Linked DNA regions of Mus musculus: region 2 is linked to region 1. The links are chromatin contacts, called in public HiChIP or PLAC-seq maps. All regions are on one chromosome and are shown on one strand. The core of a region is the stretch at or near the end of the contact, and the rest is flanking DNA. Distances in the headings are between cores, read along the strand shown.

Region 1 (3,546 bases), core at 475-2,974:
ATTTCTTTGTAGAATCAGCATCATAACAACATGTAAGAAGCTCTGAAAAGCCTTCTGGTAGAGACCCTGCTGACGTTAAACAAATCAGACGAGGTGTTGGGTACTAATGCATATCCTTCTAGAAACTCATATCCCTCAGAATCCCGCAAGGATGGGATGAGATTCCACTAGTAAGATGAGAAAGAGGAGGTCAGCCTGTGGTCAAAAGTGTGTGTCTTAATAAGCACAGTGCCACAGGTGTTCTCTAGAGTGACTATGGTGGAATATTTGTGTCTACACATATGCATGATAGTGTCTAAGGGACATGTGATGGCAGTAGCAATGGCACTTTTTCTGCCACTGTGTCAGTGTGGTCTGGTATTGTTTCCTGCTTACCTGCCTATTGTTGGTCCTAACTTCACAGTTCCTCCCAGGGAGTGGTTACCATGATTATTATTAATATATTATTATTATTCCTTATTATTATTATGTTATTTCCCTGCCATTTAAGGTACATAGACGGAGTCCAAACCATAGCTAAGACTACTGATCCAGCCATGGGAGTTATTTAATACTTAGGGACAAACCATAAAACACATGGGTTATAGATTGAAACGCTTTTCTTTAAAAATAGAACTTGGGGGGCTGGGAGACAGCTCAGTTGCTAAAGGGCTTGGTGTATAATCATGGGGATACCCAGCACTTCCACGCCATTCTCGTCTACACCACCAGCCCTGGGAAATATGGACAGCGGAGACAGGCAGCCAATCAAGACAGATCAACGAGCTCCAAATTCAGTAAGAGACACTGTTTCAAAACTAGGATAAGCATGACTGAGGAAGACACCTGAGATTAGCTTCAGGCCTCACCCACTCATACCTACCCACATAAACATAGACATATATACATGCAACACACACACACCCAGGTTTGGGAAGATTCCAAGTCTTGATTCAATGAAATACAGGCTCTGAGCATCAGAATTCTAGGTACTGTGCCGGCAGTATTTGTCAGCTAGATGTGAGAGACTGGCTGGGCATGTAGCATATCATTTACCGTCTCTGCATTAGAAGGTCATGAGGTATTTTCTAGATCTATGACTCCATGAAAACATTAGCTAGAATAAACATCTGTTCTTTATTTCACACCATGCTCGGGCTTCATGAGAAAATAACAGCAAGTAAATGGTTTGATTGCCCACTGGGACTAACAAGAGCTGGAGACTTACACAGAAAATCATTAGGGAATGCAAGGGATGTAAACTTGAGTGCTGCAGTTCAGAATTTAATATATCTAACTTATTAAACACATAAATCAAAAGCAGCTCTTCTCTTTATCTAAGAGTCCTTACTCTAAATTAGTGTCTTAAATTGGGCCTACAGGCATGCTTTATTTTGCCCACACAAGATTTTGTAAGATTGGGAGCTTTTTGTTTGCTTGTGTGTTTTTTTTTTTTTTTTTGTTCTTCTTTTTGGTTTTTAACCTAAAAGCTACTTGATGGGACTATGGGCAGAAGTAATGAGCACTTCCCTCATCGCTTGGTCTTGTTCTGTTACTCTCCACAATGAGCAGGGCGATTTGGAAAGCTTTTTCCTACATTTTTAAATTGTCAGACTGCAATTGTTGCCTTGAAAGAAGCTCACCAGAGCAGCTGAAGAGAGCCACTGCATTCCTTCCTACATGCCTCGGGTGGCAGCTGCAGTGGATGACAGCTGGAGTCTGAGAAAGATGCAGCCGCGATCTTTCTGGGCAATGATAGATGGAGCTGGCAAAAGACAGGTCTGCAGATGGAACACAGGTCTGCTGCTGCCCGCTGTATCACCCACACATTCAATCCTGCAGCTCCCAGGGAGAACAAATGCCGTGTGTGTGTGTGTGTGTGTGTATGTGTGTGTGTGTGTGTGTGTGTGTGTGTATGCGTGAGAGTGTGTTTGTTTGAGTGTGTGCATATGTGTATGGGTGCGTGTGCATGCAAGTGTGTATATGCGTGCATGTATGTGTGAGTGTGCGTGTGCATGTGCATGTGTGTGTGTGTCTGACTTTTGTTGTCTTGTTTGTTAAGGGAAGATCTCACTATGTGGTTTGAATGAGTCTCAAGCTTAGGACCCTCCTACCTTGCCTCTGAAGTGCTGGGATGTTGGATGAGCACCAGGTAGGTATCTGGTGAGATCTTGCTTTAATATACAGAAGAAAATTCGAAGGCTAAAAGAAGGTCTGCAGAAATCTGAAGTTTGAGTAGATCGATCTCTCTCTCTCTCTCTCTCTCTCTCTCTCTCAAACACAAGCAAACAAAAAGCTCCCAATCTTACAAACACAGGACCCCTATTACTAAGATTTGTAAGGAGCCTGATCAAGTGAGTGTTTCAATAGAGCCTACAAACTGTTAGCTTCCAGATCTTGTTCTTCATGTGTATACTTCACATAAAAATCTATGTTTCTATTCTCTCCAGAATTGAGGCTCTTGAGCAATGCTGGTTTGCATTAGCATGCGACAATGATTTGCAGGAATGCAGTGATGGCTTCCCTCTGTGAATCAGATTCTGCTCCTGGAGGCCCACTTCAGCACCCTACAGACACCCAGCTCTGCTTTCTCATGCTGGCTCCTGAAAGAGTGAATGTTTGCCTTCAGTGGGCTAAGGGAATTTGGTCAGACTTTTATGTTCAACTGTCAACTAAACCAGTTCTTCTTTAAGAGAAGAACTTTTCCTCTTCCACATCTTCTTTTTAAAGTGGCATTCTTCCTCTTGCTGCCTAGTGTGTTTATAAGTTTGACTGAAGCTGTCTTAAAGAAGCGAAGCTGTCTTAAAGAAGCAATGCAATGCTGGACATTTGGGAGAGAGAGAGAGAGAGAGAGAGAGGAAGAAGAAGAAGAAGGAGGAGGAGGAGGAGGAGGAGGAGGAGGAGGAGGAGGAAGAAAGAAAGAAAGAAAGAAAGAAAGAAAGAAAGAGAGAGAGAGAGAAAGAGAAGATATGCCAATAAGAAGTTTTAAAAAGTAGAGCTAAGCGCTCTGAGGAGCAAGATAAAGTCCTGCATAGTGGCCTGGAAGCTGGTGCTATGACTGTCAGACATTTGTGGAGGAAGGCCTTTCCTATTTTGGAAATGGAAAAGTTTAGGTTTTAATAACTATTCATAAATAAAAGTAAAATCTTGAATCTACAGAGACTCAAAACTATGTTTAGACTCAGGACTATTAACTAGTTTACTCTTCTTAAAAGGAAAAACTATAAACAAACAAACACCCCTATCCATTGACAAAGGCCTATGTCAAAGAAATGACTAGTATAGCCCACATATTGGTTGGGAAAATATTAATGTATAGAAACTGTTCTATTTTCCTTGCTGTTGCTATGATAAAACACTGGCCAAAGCAACTTAGGGGAGGAGAGCCTTTCTTTGGTTTAAACTTCCAAGTCATTGTCCATCATTATGGAAGTTGGCATAGGAACCTGAAGCAGAAACCATAGAAAATGTTGCTTGTTGGCTCACTCATAGGCTTGTATTTAGCTACTGTTTTTCTACAGCTCAGAATTATCTGTCTAGGGAATGGTGCCACCCATAGTGGGATAG
Region 2 (3,190 bases), core at 28-2,527, 220 kb before region 1:
GCGAGCTGGGCTCGTGGGTGAACGTCCTCACTGTGGAAAAAGCCTATGTTTTTTCTGGCTTTCTGGATCCCAAGCGAAGGCGCTGATGCGAAATGAAAGGAGTAAGTGCCCAAGTCCCGGTCCACATGCAAATCAAAACTCCATCTTCCAGTGTACCTGATTGAGAGAGCTTTTATCTATCTATCTATCTATCTATCTATCTATCTATCTATCTACCATCTATCCATCCATCCATCCATCTCATTTATTTTTGAAAGAGTCAAGTATTATTGACTTTCCTAGAAAAGGGATATCACTTGATTCACTAAGCTGCTGCAGTGTGGCAGCTACAAGAAAACCTCTGGTTTCTCTGCACCACTGTTTTGTCTTTCGAGGGAGTTAATGGTAAGAGGACCAACTTTACAGGGTCACAGTAAGGAGGAAAGGAAATTACGTAGAATCTAATGACATTGCTCACACCCACTGGTGAAAACCCAGCAGTTTTGTGTGATTTATCCTAAACCAGGAGGAATGTGCGGGACCCAGTACTGCGCAGCGTGTGGTTAAAAGCAAATGATTTCCGTAGCTGTTGTGATGGGTCTAAAGCACGGCTGTCCGCTGTGGCTGTTTAGGGGGATGGACTGTCTTCTGGGATTGGCTCCTCTGACTTTTGCATGCTGAATTAATAACTATTGAGATAGGTCTGGAAGAAATGTGGAGCCTTTGTTTCAGACTGTATTTATCATTATCATCATTATTAATAATTATTGTTTGTTTCTGAGAACGGGTCTTACTGCCTTGAGCTCCCCATTCCCCTGCCTCAGCTGTCCTAGAGATTACAAGCACCAATCACAACGCTGCTCTCCCGACACTCTTGTTTCATTTTGTTTTGTTTTTAAAGACAGGGTCTTGCCCTGTTGCTCAGTCTACTATGGAGAACAGTTTCCCTCCCCAGTGTTCCAAATGGCAAGGCCAATAGCCAGTCCCATGGTGACTGGCTGGAAAGCCTGGCTTTTACCCCAGCCTTACCTTTAGCCCACTTATCCCCACTTAGCCACCTGTCAGTGAGATGTTAGCCACGCCAGGGGAGTCAATCAGATAGCGTACAATGCTACACAGATGCAAAGGGAAAACAGTCAGTCAAACCAGAGAAGGGTGGGACTTCTCCGCCCGCGCAGATCCTTGCCCCTGCGAGATGCCTTGTCCAGCATTGCTTCCTTAACCAATAGCTAAAGCTTATTTAAGCATGTGGTATCCTCTAAACAATGAAAGCTTGTTTCTCATCGCACAGGATGCTAAGTCTGTCTTGCTGGGTCAGCTTACATGTAATCAGAAGTGTGTGTGTGTGTGATGAGGTTGTATTTACAAACACCTGTCTAATTGAAAGGATGGTGATGTCTGAAGTGTTGTGTGCTGAGTATACGCTAAAAGTTAAAATGTCAGACACAGCAGACGGTGTGCTGTATGAGCCTCTGCGAGCGGAGTTTAGGAGCAAGCGAACCCATCTACAGGTACAGTGAGGAGCGCAGTGGGAGAGGTTGGGGGTGGCTGAATAGGGGCACCAAGGGAACTTGCTGGACAATGCAGACACTCCATTTATATCTGGGTATGAGTTATGCTAGCATATATGTTTGCCGTAATTTGTGAGACTATTCACTTCAGAGCAACAAAGGAAGTCACAAACAAACAAAACAACAAAACAAAATAATAAAACCCTCTCAACCCCCCAAAAAGCCAAAAAACTGGTCTCTCAAAACAATGATCCCAGAATATACAGGGAAGCCCGTGATGTCATGGGAACGGAGGGGTGTCTTCCCATACAGTAACAAGTCCTCCCCAGCTGCTAATGCATCTGAAAAACCTACGAGATGCCAGCTAATCTTGCAGACAGCTTCGAAAGCCAGGGACAGCCTTCCTCATGCACACGCTGTCTGTGTCTTTTCAAATGTTTACAGAGTATTTACAAAGAGTAGTCCTTTGGGTGGCAGTTGTAATTAGGGAAACTGGCAGAGAAAATTAACACATACCATAAAAGAGGGATAATTAGTCCTCTGCCATATACAATATTATTATCAAAAGGCATTCACCCTGGAATCCGATTGGTTTATACACACTGGCCTCATAGGGACGCTCCTCCCTTCCACATCACTCTGGGTATGAAGCTGCCACGTTCCTTGGATGATGGGCCATATGGTACTTAACATCAGAATGAAAATGAGCTCGTGCTTCTTATGTGAGATGCTAAAATTTATTAGAAAATCAGAAAGCCTAATTTCCACCAAGTTCCTGAGACCTACCATCTGCTTCATGAAAAAGAAAGAGGGAGTTGGTTTTTTTTTTAACCATTTGCTTATTGTGAAGTGTGAGCATGAGTGTTTGTGTGTGTTTGTAAAAGCGGGGAGGGGGCTGAGGGCTGTAAGAGGGGGGGATCAGAGCAAGTACACTTGGCAGGGCCGAAAGAGCTGTCAGCTGAATGTGGTGGGAAGGTTTGGGAAGCATAATTATGGAAATCATCTATCTTGGAGACATTTTCTCAGGACCACACGTCCTCTCCACAGAGAATCAGCACAGAGTCTTCTAGCTTTTGCAAGTACACAAAATCACTCTTCTGGAGTGAAGAGGCAGCTTCCCTCAGTCCTGGTGTCTCTGAGGGTCTGGCCTCTCCAGAGCATAGCTGGAGCCAGCCAGTGAAGACAGGAACAAACACACTGGAAAAAGTCAAGGACAGAGATGCCAGGAAAGCTTTTCTCAGGCGAGCTGCAGCTGGGTGGGAGAGGGCTGAGAGGAGGCTGGAGCTCCTGAGACACGTGGCCAGGTACCTTCAGAGGTATGTCTGGGCACTGATTTCAGTGAACCATCTCAGCCTCCTGCGTAGTCAAGTTTGGGAGATGCTGTCTTAACTGTGAGTCAGATTTTAGGGTGCTGTGGCCCTCGTGTGGTCTGGGAACCCTCTTCCTTTGGTTTGTGACATTTATTTATTGGTCATCTTGCCTTCGCACCACAGATGCCAGGTCACTGGAACAGCCTCGGAGGGATACTCAGGGGATCTGGTTAGTGGCTGGGTTTCTCATCTGTGACTCCAAGTAATACTCAGGAAGTAGACTTCAGGCAACAGTTTACCTGGGCCTTCAACATAGCAGTGACTCAGTGGAAGAATAAAGTTTTCAGGCCCCAGTGGACTCCACATGATAGCATGACAGTGCCAAGTGCT

The links. HiChIP or PLAC-seq counts read pairs in DNA pulled down with a chosen protein or histone mark.
Region 2: an H3K4me3 HiChIP or PLAC-seq map of embryonic basal ganglia shows a contact between it and region 1, with 2.4 times the contacts expected there. The contact joins the promoter of Gucy1b2 here to the enhancer-like site in region 1. A contact is called at or near these places in 16 of 39 promoter capture datasets (the C10 cell line, HPC-7-derived erythroid cells, the SN4741 cell line and 10 more), 3 of 15 datasets of contacts at CTCF or cohesin (embryonic stem cells, large pre-B cells and pro-B cells), 25 of 484 Hi-C or Micro-C datasets (ECoMG-derived neutrophils, LSK cells, bone marrow-derived macrophages and 16 more), 7 of 115 datasets of contacts at active chromatin or transcription factors (bone marrow-derived dendritic cells, differentiating embryonic stem cells, embryonic basal ganglia and 4 more) and 5 of 9 other capture datasets (adipose tissue, embryonic stem cells, liver and 2 more).

The regions. Positions count from the first base shown.
Region 1 is chr14:62,234,354-62,237,899 of GRCm38.p6, reverse strand. No RefSeq gene overlaps it. Among named protein-coding and RNA genes, the nearest start is that of Dleu7, 57 kb to the left of the region's middle. Within about 2 kb of position 1,724, at least 15 of the 459 cell types and tissues checked have an H3K27ac peak or open chromatin away from gene starts, as enhancers often do. A contact at or near this core is called in embryonic basal ganglia, muscle stem cells, myocytes and 1 more, where this site is marked.
Region 2 is chr14:62,454,376-62,457,565 of GRCm38.p6, reverse strand. Gucy1b2 (guanylate cyclase 1, soluble, beta 2) reads left to right here and starts at 1,277. Exons shown (of 17, transcript NM_172810.3): 1 at 1,277-1,490. The coding sequence starts at 1,368. It overlaps Gm41172 (a long non-coding RNA gene), which reads right to left and starts at 1,099. Exons shown (of 3, transcript XR_874685.1): 1 at 1,009-1,099.